Linked DNA regions of Arabidopsis thaliana: region 2 is linked to region 1. A link is a contact called in public capture Hi-C data. All regions are on one chromosome and are shown on one strand. The core of a region is the stretch at or near the end of the contact, and the rest is flanking DNA. Distances in the headings are between cores, read along the strand shown.

Region 1 (5,693 bases), core at 578-3,077:
TAATATATCTTATACAAAAAGATAAGATCATTACGAATATGTGCTCAATTCCTTTTCCATAAAGTTGGGTATTAAATTATGAATATTATCTAGAAATTTTAGAGGGGTGTATATAGTGTGCTATTTTCGTGATAAAAGTAAATAATGCATCCAAAATTCAAAGTGGATCATTAACACGTTTTGGTATATACATCACAATTTGTCAAACCCGTAATTAATTGCGCCAAACAAGAAAAAATGATCTTATGGGGCAAAAGTAAATCACATATATGGCAGTGGGAAGAAAAAAGGAGATTATATTTTTCCCCTAAAATAGACTAAAGTAACAAACCTAAATTTCTCTGGAAAGAATTATATCATAAAACCTCGAAGCCGACAAAAACTAAGAAAAAAAAAAACAATTTACCGAAGAAAGAATATTATTAAAAAATACAGGAACAAGGAGAGAGAAATGTGTTATAAAGGATAAAGCCCACTAAAGGTCATTCACTTATCTAACTGTATACTATTATTTTCTTCGAGGCAATATATAAAATTTACTTGATCTAGTAATTTATTTTCACTAAGGTTTAGTATTCTTATACATTTGTATAATAGTTAACACAACTTAACGATACTTACTTCTAATATGTATCAACACGTACGTACAGAGCCACGTAAAGAAAAAAAACACACACACAATCGCTGTCGAACAGTTAAATCCCGAATCTAGATTTGTATTAGTTATCTAATCGTATTATTGTTAATTCCGAAAGTAGAGTCAACATCCAATTAATTGCTTTATCAAATATCGAATATGCAAAAGGTCTAAAGAAAAACAAAGTTTTTTTTTGTTGTTAAACTTTGCTTACATCATAGGTATCCCATTAGGTTGGTGTACCATGTGATGATTCTACCACCGAAAAAACAGAAGCCAATATTAAAAAATACATCTATATAGTACATGTACAATAACAATAATTAAGGATTATTGTATTATATTTTAAGAAAAAAACTAAATAGGGTTATGTGAACCAGACTTTTTTTAACACTTTTACTGTGGTAAACTTTGGAAAGGGAAAAAAGAGTGTTAGGGTTAATATATGTATATATAATTCATTTATTGGGGAAATGGGCTCATCTAGGGTAACATCACCTACCCATACAATTTTATCATGCTTTTAGGGCTTTTATTTATCTCACTGGTCCCTCAATTCCTCCACTCTCTCTTCCCTTCGCGTGAACAACACGCTCCAATGTCTCCCCTTCGTATGTGCCGACGCTCCTTACCTCTCCGCGCCACGGACGAAACGTGCCCACACGCGAAAAGTAAACGCCGTGACATCCACGCGCCTAGGGTTTTCTTTTCATCAGGACACAAGTGAAAAATGGGTTGTGATAAGAACCGCACATTGCGGCCACGTGGTTAATTCTCATTGGTTTCTTGTGCCCCATCCTATCACACACAAAAACGTCTAATACGATTTAAATAAAAATCGGGTTCTTTCCTAATATAAAGAAAAACACTGAGATCTTTTACTTAATCTTGTTGTTTAATTTCTGGATACTGTTCCCCTAAGCCAGCTATTTTCTACTAATGCTCAGATTTCTTTCTTAACTAAACATATGCATAAAATTTTCTCCTTTTATTCACTTTTGACAGATACAGAGATACAAAGAACAGATACAGAGATGTACAAATACAGATACGTGTACACAATAGAAGTAAAAAGATACGTAACTTTGTTTCGTGTAATTGGAAATAGGCAGACCAGATGGTGACATGGCATTGTCATGTTCCATAGATGAGTTGTTCTTTTTTTAATATAAAATTATTACAATAAATTAATAAAAAGATTATTTTATTGAAATTAAAACCCTTATATCGACGCAAAGCCAAACAAAAAAAAAACCCTCATTTCAAGGATAAGAGAGCTCCACTTTCTCTCTCCTCTCCTTTCTCCAACAGTCTCTCTCTACAAGCCATAGGAAAAAAAAAAAAGTCCCCCTTTCTCTCTCCCTCCCCTTTCGTCTTAGGGTTTCTCGAAAATTCGCAGTCAAATTCTACTCATCTCCCGACGAATCCATCCTTCAAGCTCATCTAATCTTCTTCTCCGTAGCTTTCTCAATCTACCGATATAGTTTTTATCCCTTGCCGCTTAAGATCGAGCTCGAATCTCGCAACCCCTTTTAATCCCTAATTTCTGGTCGGATTAACCCAGGTGCGTTGTTTCCGACATGAATCTCAGATGTGTTTCGATTTAAGGTTTGAGCTAAGGTTTGATCTTGTTGGGTTGAGATTTGGTCTGACTTGTAGCTGACTTCGTGTCTTTTAAGCTTCACTGTTCATTTATACGTCTATCTTCCTCGGAAACTCTTGATGTTCTTACTTTTTTTTTTTTTTTTTTTTTTTGGGGTTTCGTCTTCACGGACTATTCACGTGCGGATAGATCTGACCCGTATTAATTGGTGGGTCTTGGTTAATCTTTGTTAATCACATACGGTTAATTTAAGTGGTTTATTATCTTTTAATTTTGTTCTAATTTTGATTTTAAACCCTAAATTACGCTGATTAATAATTTGACCTTTCTTGGGTTTTGTAATTCCGAAATTATATTGAATCTGGTCCGATCTTCTTTTTTCTTTTGCTGGTCATGTAGATAAGGTTACAGCTTTGGGGTTTCTCGTCTGTCTGAAAAACCCTAATTTTAGGTCGTCTAAGTTTAGGTTTACTTACATGTTAATTGTTAAATGTATAAAATTCACTTGCACGATTAATTTTTTGTTATATTAGCGTAATTGAATTGAGATGCTAGTATAGAATTTCATTCTTGATTTTATGTAGACCTTAGGGTTTAATTTTTTTTTATTTGCCGTGTAATTGTGAAGTTTGATGTTGGTTATGAATGTTATTTTATGTGGGATATTCATGTGAAATGCTTTAACACTATGTTATAGATTAGTTATATTTATTGCTTGAATAAATTTAGAGTTATATTTGGTGTCGTATATATGGAAAGTTAAGATTTATGTCTTGATATACAACAATAATGTGATCATTAAGCACAATTATACGATGTGTTATATAACTTGTTTTGATGTGTTGCTTTTGTAGCTCTAGTTGCGGAGAGAGTATAATGGTGTATGAAAGTTAATCATCACTGAGGCATAGTATCTATCTCCTTCAAGCAAATCAATGGGATCTTCCATCAAGATCAACTCAATATCCATAGATCTCGCAGGTGCTGCCAACGAGATTGATATGGTGAAATGTGATCATTTTTCCATGCGGTGAGTATAGTTTGTTGACCTTATATCATCAACCTCTCTTGCTAGAGTATGTTTATATAGTAGCAAGCTACAAGATGAAATGACATGAATAACCAGTTTTTCTTCTCTGCAGTGGATTCGTAGCTGAAACTCGTGAGAGAGACCTTAGAAAATGTTGGCCGTTTTCAGAAGAGAGTGTTAGTTTAGTAGACCAACAAAGCTATACTCTTCCTACTTTATCTGTTCCAAAGTTTAGATGGTGGCATTGTATGAGCTGCATCAAAGATATAGATGCTCATGGGCCAAAAGGTATATCACATTTCCAATATTGTTTTTTATGTGTCTAAAGACGTGTCTACTTGAACTTATGCATTTTGAGTTGCTTGCAGATTGTGGACTGCATTCAAACTCAAAAGCTATTGGAAACTCTTCTGTTATCGAAAGTAAAAGCAAGTTCAATTCGCTAACTATCATTGATCACGAGAAAGAAAAGAAAACTGATATTGCAGGTATGCATCTGCTGAGTCTTGGTTCAGTTTCATAATCCATAGCAAAATCTTAATCATTTTGTATTATCATGTTTTTCAGATAATGCTATTGAGGAGAAAGTGGGTGTAAACTGTGAGAATGATGATCAGACAGGTAAAGTTTTCTCTGGTCAAGCAAATTATGTTTTCTCTGATGATCTCATGATGCGGAATACTAATTTCTTAAAGCTTCAACAACTGCAGCTACTACGTTTCTCAAGAAAGCACGTGGTCGACCTATGGGTGCTTCTAATGTTAGGAGCAAGAGCAGAAAGCTTGTGAGTCCGGAGCAGGTAGGAAACAACAGATCTAAAGAAAAACTAAACAAACCATCGATGGATATTAGCAGCTGGAAAGAGAAACAAAATGTGGATCAGGCTGTGACAACGTTCGGCTCATCTGAAATTGCTGGTGTGGTTGAGGATACACCACCTAAGGCAACCAAGAATCATAAAGGCATTCGCGGTCTGATGGAATGCGATAACGGGTCATCAGAAAGTATAAATCTTGCTATGAGTGGGTTGCAGCGTAGGAAATCTCGCAAGGTTCGTCTACTCAGTGAGTTGCTTGGTAATACAAAAACCAGTGGTGGTAGTAACATCAGAAAAGAAGAGTCTGCTTTGAAGAAGGAATCAGTTAGAGGTCGAAAAAGAAAGTTGTTACCTGAAAACAATTATGTCAGCCGGATATTGAGTACAATGGGTGCAACCTCTGAAAATGCTTCCAAAAGTTGTGACTCTGATCAAGGTAATAGTGAATCAACTGATAGTGGGTTTGACAGAACTCCATTTAAGGGTAAGCAGAGAAACAGAAGATTTCAGGTTGTTGACGAGTTTGTACCATCACTTCCTTGTGAAACTTCACAAGAAGGTATCAAGGAGCATGATGCAGATCCTAGTAAGAGATCAACTCCTGCGCACTCTTTATTCACTGGAAACGATTCTGTTCCTTGTCCTCCGGGTACTCAGAGAACAGAGAGGAAGCTCAGTTTACCCAAGAAGAAGACAAAGAAGCCTGTAATCGATAATGGGAAGAGCACTGTGATCAGTTTTAGTAACGGCATTGATGGAAGTCAAGTTAACTCGCATACTGGTCCTTCCATGAACACAGTATCCCAAACTCGAGACTTATTGAATGGGAAAAGGGTGGGCGGTTTATTTGACAACCGTTTGGCTTCAGATGGATATTTCAGAAAATATCTCTCTCAGGTTAATGATAAGCCGATAACATCTTTGCATTTGCAAGACAATGATTATGTGAGGTCAAGAGACGCGGAACCAAACTGTCTTCGAGATTTTAGTTCCTCTTCTAAATCCAGCTCAGGTGGATGGTTGAGAACTGGAGTAGATATTGTTGACTTCAGAAACAACAACCACAATACAAACAGATCGTCTTTCTCGAACTTGAAGCTAAGATACCCCCCTTCTTCTACTGAAGTTGCGGATTTATCTCGGGTGCTGCAAAAGGTACAAGCTTTGCATCTATTTTTCTTCAATCGCCATGCTTTCTCATTCTGTTTTCCAACTTGCACCTATTCTTGTATATTCCAAACTGGTGTGCTTCAGTGATTGGATCAGGATGATAACGGGATTGATTTACTTGGCAGGATGCTTCTGGTGCAGATAGAAAGGGGAAGACTGTTATGGTCCAAGAACATCATGGAGCACCAAGAAGCCAAAGTCACGATAGAAAGGAGACTACGACTGAAGAGCAAAACAACGATGATATTCCAATGGAGATAGTGGAGCTCATGGCCAAAAACCAGTACGAGAGGTGTCTTCCCGACAAAGAAGAAGATGTTAGCAACAAACAGCCATCACAAGAAACAGCACACAAATCCAAGAATGCTCTACTGATTGATCTCAATGAAACCTACGATAACGGGATCTCACTTGAGGACAACAACACATCAAGACC
Region 2 (6,416 bases), core at 911-3,410, 58 kb after region 1:
TCATTAAAGTAAATCCTCGTATTGTTTTATGTCTTGTTCGTTTAAGTTTCTAATTTGTGATCAGAAGAAAAAATAAAAACTCATAACAGGGAACTATAATTAAAACTAAAGAAGATTTAACGTACATTGATTTTACACAGTAGATTTAGTTTTCTTTTGTAAATACACATTATATATTTTTATTCAACGAAAACAATATCAATTGTCTCTACAAAAACCAACGGCCAGTACTCTTTTGCCCTAAAAAGACCGTAACCCTAATTTTCACACAGAGAATCTAACGATTCAAAACAGGAAAAAGAGTTAGTGATCACGAAATGGAGAGAGAGAGAGATATATAGTCAGACATGTTTTATTTAACTGTGTTTTAGAGCTGAACTGGATCTCAGCTAAACACAAAAAATTTCAAGAAAGTTTAATCTTAATCGTATAATCGAAACAAATTCCTTTCCGGTATTACCGAAACAAAGAAGCCATCATAGCACTCAACTTGACAACATATCGCTTACGAAATCTTCCCATGGTCTCAAACACATCCTCGGAAGCATACGCTAAATCTCTAGATTCACTTGACAACAAAGACGGCAAAAGCTTCATCGCAATGGCTATGGATCTTCTTCCTCAGTTTCTGCATACTGACATGTCATGCATCGGTATGTGAGGATTTCTCATGAGGGACTCTTTCATTGGTTGGTGATAGGCTGATAGCTAGGGTCGATTCTAGATGATGGATTTATTATTAGTAATATAGGTTTTATTTAATTGTGTCTTCTTTACCAAACTCGAAATTTAAAAAAATCTCAGATAAGAGCTAAGCTGAACTGGATCTCAGCTAAACACAAAAATCTTCAAGAACCTTTTGTCTAAGTACAGTTCTAGATATGTAGATTTATGATTTACAATTTCTAGATTCATAAATTAAGCTTCTACAAAACGGGCGCTTGTACATTTTCTAACTATTTTTCTTATAACTTGCTTATGTTTTCCATATATTTTGCATAGTTTTTTTCAACTTGTTTTCTTTTAATCTTATTTCAAAAAATTAAACATATCATTAGATATAAGCTTTTTCCACTTAGAATGTCGCATAACTACTTACTTTTTAGAAATATTTCTACTAAACCCAAATAGGGTAAAAGGGGATAACGCTGATACCACTTTAAATTTCTAATCTAAAGGTGACGTTTTATTATGACAGAGAAAATACGAAATAGACGATATTATGTTATATAGCAAGCCTTTTGACTTTATAGAAGTGAGAAGCGAGGATTAAGGGGTCAAAAAAATGAAACATATATAGAAAGTAAACTTTGAAAAATATAGGAGTTGGTGAAGAAAATGAACATGTTGGAGTCGAGGATTCCCTAATATGTTCTAGAAAATATGAGCTTTTAGCAACTATAAACGCGTCTTGGTCCATCTTAGCTTACTTTTTGTATGAACGCAAGACAAATATTGGAATGACTGCAAAATAAAAAAAAAGCGAAAACCAAATATTGGTCAATCGAAAAGTAAGTGGAGACAATAAAAGGCGAGCAAGAAAACCTCAATGCTTTCTTATTTTAAAACTATTGAAATTCACTGCAAAACAAAAACAAAAAAAATGCTTATTTCAAATCGGACATATGTGCTTACGACTAATGAATAATTAATTCAATCCATGCACTAGCAGCAATCCTTATCCATGATCGTTAAATTAAATTATTACTAATAGACTTTAAGCATTCCTTACACTAATAATGACAGTTTGGTACCTATTTGAGGTGGGTTTTTACTATTACATACACTAAAAATGACAGTTCGGTACCTATTTGAGGTGGGTTTATTCTCTGTAATAGTTTATTTGAAAATTTCACTCTTCTTAAATTAGTATTAAAAAAAATCTTGTTGACTTATATAAATTCAAGTTGGGGGGTCCAATATGGCTGCCAAGTTTGATCCTCCGACAACATTCCCGCAGCCTCAAATACAATTATTTGTTTTTTTTTTCCCTTTGATTTGTGACATTGTACAATTATTATGATTTGTTTCTATTATCATCGTATATTCGTACATTTAAAAAAATAAAAAAAAGGGGAAAAGAATCATTTACATAAATAACAATTCATAATGTAATATCGCACCGAGTTTTATAGAAGTCTACACATATCTAATCTCAAAATGAAAGTGGCTTACATGTTTCTTAAACTTTTATTAAATTTGTTATATGTTTGGTGGGAAAAAATAACCAATAATGAAAAAGTGAAAGTTGTCTACACGAGGTAATGGATGAAGAGAGGGACCTACGACGAAGGATGACTCCGTCCACGTTCTTCTTCACTGTTTGACAATAAGCTCCAATTTTCAGACTTTTCATTTCAAACTTGTGGGTCTCATTTTCCTCTGGCCTATATAAATCCACTATCCTCCACTTCTGTCTTTCATCATCATTCCACATAAACAAAATATCTTCTTGCTCATTATTCATCATCAATCTACTACTCCGTAAACTTTGCTTCCTCTGTTTGTATTAGCTCAGAAGAGATATGGGAAGTACTCCGACTGATTTACCCGGTGAGGATGTCGCCGATAACAGATCCGGCGTCGGCGGTGGTATTTCTGACGTCTACGGTGAGGATTCCGCCACCTTGGACCAGCTTGTCACCCCTTGGGTTACCTCTGTCGCTAGGTGAGTCAACCCACCTTTAGATCTCAATCATACCCTTTTGTTTTACTTTTTGTGATCCATCACAATTGCTTCAGCTAAGTAAAGTTTGCTTTTTTAAGTTTCTAAACTTACCAACTTCTGTGAAATATGAACTTAGTGTTTCTTCTTGTTAAAGTTCCGATTTTTCTGTGGGGCTTATAGTGGATTGAAATGTTTTTGTTTTGTTCAGTGGCTACACATTGATGCGTGATCCGAGATACAACAAGGGACTTGCGTTTACTGATAAAGAAAGAGATGCTCATTACTTAACTGGTCTTCTTCCCCCTGTGATTTTGAGTCAGGATGTTCAGGTAACTTGAGGTTTTATATAAAAGAACTCACTTTTGTTTAGTTTTTGAGTTGGGTTTTGTCTGTGTTAACTTCTGTTTTGTGGGTGATTTTATTAGGAGAGGAAGGTGATGCACAATCTCCGTCAGTACACTGTTCCTCTGCAGCGTTACATGGCCCTGATGGATCTTCAGGTCAGTGATTGTTCTTCGAATTCATGTTTAGTAGAGTAGAGAATGTGTCCAAAGCTTTGTTTGGTTAGTTTTTCTTTTCTTACAACTGGTGGCTTATGTATCTGAATCTTGCAGGAAAGGAACGAGAGGTTGTTCTACAAGCTTTTGATTGATAACGTTGAGGAGTTGCTTCCAGTTGTGTACACACCAACAGTTGGTGAGGCTTGCCAGAAGTATGGGAGCATTTTCAGGAAGCCACAGGGTCTCTACATCAGTTTGAACGAGAAGTGTGTTTTAAAATCTCTTTAACCAGGTCGGTTCCATTTTGTTTCTTTAAACTAATGTGAATGGATGTTCTTTAGGGGCAAGATTCTTGAAGTTTTGAAGAACTGGCCCCAGAGAGGAATCCAAGTTATTGTTGTTACTGATGGTGAGCGGATTCTCGGTCTGGGAGATCTTGGTTGCCAGGTAATAAATAAGTTCTTGAGTTACACTTGAAACTTAAACATTTTGTGTTGAAAGTTCACATCTATCATCTGTTTGAACGATTTCAATATTTTCCAGGGAATGGGAATTCCAGTGGGGAAACTTTCTCTTTACACCGCTTTGGGAGGAATCCGTCCATCAGCTGTAAGCACTAGAACAAAAGCTGCTCTAGAAATTGGTTCTACTTGATTGATAACTCAATAACTGTTTTGATCCTAAATGAAAATCGGCTTTCAAATGCAGTGTCTTCCAATCACCATTGATGTGGGTACAAACAATGAGAAGTTGCTAAATGATGAATTCTACATCGGTCTTAAACAGCGAAGAGCAACTGGCCAGGTTTACTAATCAATTCCTATCAGTGTTTTCTCTTCTTATAGCAAATACTATGATTTTTCAAAAACTGAGAAGTCTATTTGCTTTTGTGATTCAGGAATATGCTGAATTCCTGCACGAATTCATGTGCGCTGTAAAGCAGAACTATGGAGAGAAAGTGTTGGTTCAGGTGAGCCATAGGATACTCTCTTAAGAACTATGATTGTTGTCAGAACTACGATAAAAGATGTCCGGAATTAATATCATACACTCATCTTTTCAGTTTGAAGATTTTGCAAACCACAATGCGTTTGACCTTTTGTCTAAGTACAGTGATAGCCATCTTGTCTTCAATGACGATATCCAGGTAGCATCTTCTCCTCAAGATTGATCTTTTTTTTCTTAAATTTTTGGTTGTGATGTCAGAGTGCTTACCAAGAACTTGATTTTGTTTTCTGTAATTGCAGGGTACTGCATCCGTGGTGCTTGCTGGGCTTATTGCCGCTCAGAAGGTGCTTGGTAAAAAACTGGCTGACCATACCTTCCTGTTCTTGGGTGCCGGAGAGGTGAGACCAGAAAGCATTATACTCTATAAGCTTATAATTCTTACATTTATTTTTTGCTGCTTACACTTTATCTCGCTGATTCTTTGAAGGCTGGAACCGGTATCGCTGAGCTAATTGCTCTTAAGATTTCGAAAGAGGTTAGTCAATCTGGGAGTTTTCTTGCATTTGATCTGTTTTTTGGCTAAGAGTATGTGATTGATCATATCTGTTTTTTTTTTTGTAGACTGGAGCTCCCATCACTGAGACCCGGAAGAAGATTTGGCTTGTGGACTCCAAGGTATTGTTAGGCGCCAACCACCAAGATCAGTCTCATCTTTTTTAGCTATACCGTTCTTGTTCATATATGTTTCTCTTTTGAACATTATTTTGCAGGGACTGATTGTTAGCTCACGCAAAGAATCTCTTCAGCACTTCAAGCAGCCATGGGCACATGAGCACAAACCTGTGAAGGACCTCATTGGTGCTGTTAATGTACGTGATGAACTGATCTTTAAATTGCTTGATAGTGAATAGAGAATCTTTTTGTTCACTGTTTGTTGAAACTTTTTCAAACAGGCAATCAAGCCAACCGTTCTCATTGGAACATCCGGTGTGGGTCAGACTTTCACAAAAGAAGTTGTCGAGGCCATGGCTACCAACAACGAGGTTTCTTCTTGTTCTTACTCTCTGCTTTTTCAGAAAACAAGGTATTTATGCTATTTTTCTAATGCTGGTCTTGGTGTTGGCTTATAGAAACCGTTGATTCTTGCTCTCTCAAACCCTACTTCTCAAGCTGAGTGTACTGCTGAACAGGCTTACACATGGACCAAGGTATAATATTGTCTCATATGACATCTAAATGTGATTCATGTCCTCACTCCTGATTATACAACAAAATTATAATTTGGTTTTCATGCTGCTCCTCGAATCTAATCATATATTGTGCTTAAAAAAAGGGTCGTGCAATCTTTGGAAGTGGAAGCCCATTTGATCCTGTTGTGTACGATGGCAAAACCTACTTGCCTGGCCAGGTTCGTGCTATTTCAACAACTTCTTCTCTCTCAACTTTGTACATCTGACAATCTTAGAGCTCACATCATATTTCCACTATCCTACTTAACTTCAGGCAAACAATTGCTACATTTTCCCTGGTCTGGGTCTTGGTTTGATCATGTCTGGGGCAATTCGTGTCCGTGATGACATGCTCCTCGCAGCTTGTAAGTAAAAATAAACTTCAGAAAATCAAACATGGATACTGATAAAGACACTTAAAGATTCTCAATGTCATCTCTCTCTCATGTTTTCAACAGCTGAAGCATTGGCCGCACAAGTGACAGAAGAGCATTACGCCAATGGTCTGATCTACCCGCCATTCTCAAACATCAGAGAGATCTCTGCTAACATTGCAGCCTGTGTCGCCGCCAAAACCTATGACCTCGGTTAGTTGAATGAAACTGTCTTAACTCTTTTAATGAGACTGTCTGAACTCTCTAATCTCAAGTTCTAAAATCGATGTATTGTGGTGTAGGATTGGCGTCGAACCTGCCACGTGCAAAGGATCTTGTCAAGTTTGCAGAGAGCAGCATGTACAGCCCTGTGTACAGAAACTACCGTTAAAAAAGTTTTGTTGAAGAAACCTGCAGATTATACTATTCACAACCCTTGATAGTTTCTTAAGGCTTGTATTTAAGTTTTTTGTTTGTTTGTTTGTTGTTTGTTTTCTCTTCTACATTATGATGCTGTTTGTGAACTCTCTCTCTGTCTTTGCTGATAAATAATAAATTGTTACTAATATAATCTACAAATCATTATTGTCTCAAAGTTACACTTTCCATCCCACATCACAAAATCGATCAACTTGTCTTGGAAGGGAATAATATGCTTTTTTCTGCCACTTGTTGTATCTTATTGGTTGTTTTATTA

Evidence for each region. Capture Hi-C pulls out chosen DNA fragments and counts their contacts.
Region 2: a capture Hi-C map of shoot shows a contact between it and region 1, with 3 times the contacts expected there. The contact joins the promoter of NADP-ME2 here to the promoter of EMF1 in region 1. A contact is called at or near these places in 1 of 26 Hi-C or Micro-C datasets (root), 1 of 2 datasets of contacts at active chromatin or transcription factors (shoot) and 2 of 3 other capture datasets (root and shoot).

The regions. Positions count from the first base shown.
Region 1 is chr5:3,693,965-3,699,657 of TAIR10.1, forward strand. EMF1 (embryonic flower 1 (EMF1)) reads left to right here and starts at 1,828. Exons shown (of 8, transcript NM_121191.4): 1 at 1,828-2,201; 2 at 3,095-3,270; 3 at 3,383-3,558; 4 at 3,639-3,758; 5 at 3,838-3,891; 6 at 3,981-5,242; 7 at 5,383-5,693. The coding sequence starts at 3,176.
Region 2 is chr5:3,751,931-3,758,346 of TAIR10.1, forward strand. NADP-ME2 (NADP-malic enzyme 2) reads left to right here and starts at 2,161. Exons shown (of 19, transcript NM_121205.4): 1 at 2,161-2,668; 2 at 2,877-2,997; 3 at 3,094-3,168; 4 at 3,283-3,434; 5 at 3,510-3,615; 6 at 3,712-3,777; 7 at 3,877-3,972; 8 at 4,067-4,138; 9 at 4,232-4,315; 10 at 4,416-4,514; 11 at 4,604-4,651; 12 at 4,738-4,791; 13 at 4,887-4,985; 14 at 5,070-5,159; 5 more. The coding sequence starts at 2,526. The coding sequence ends at 6,110.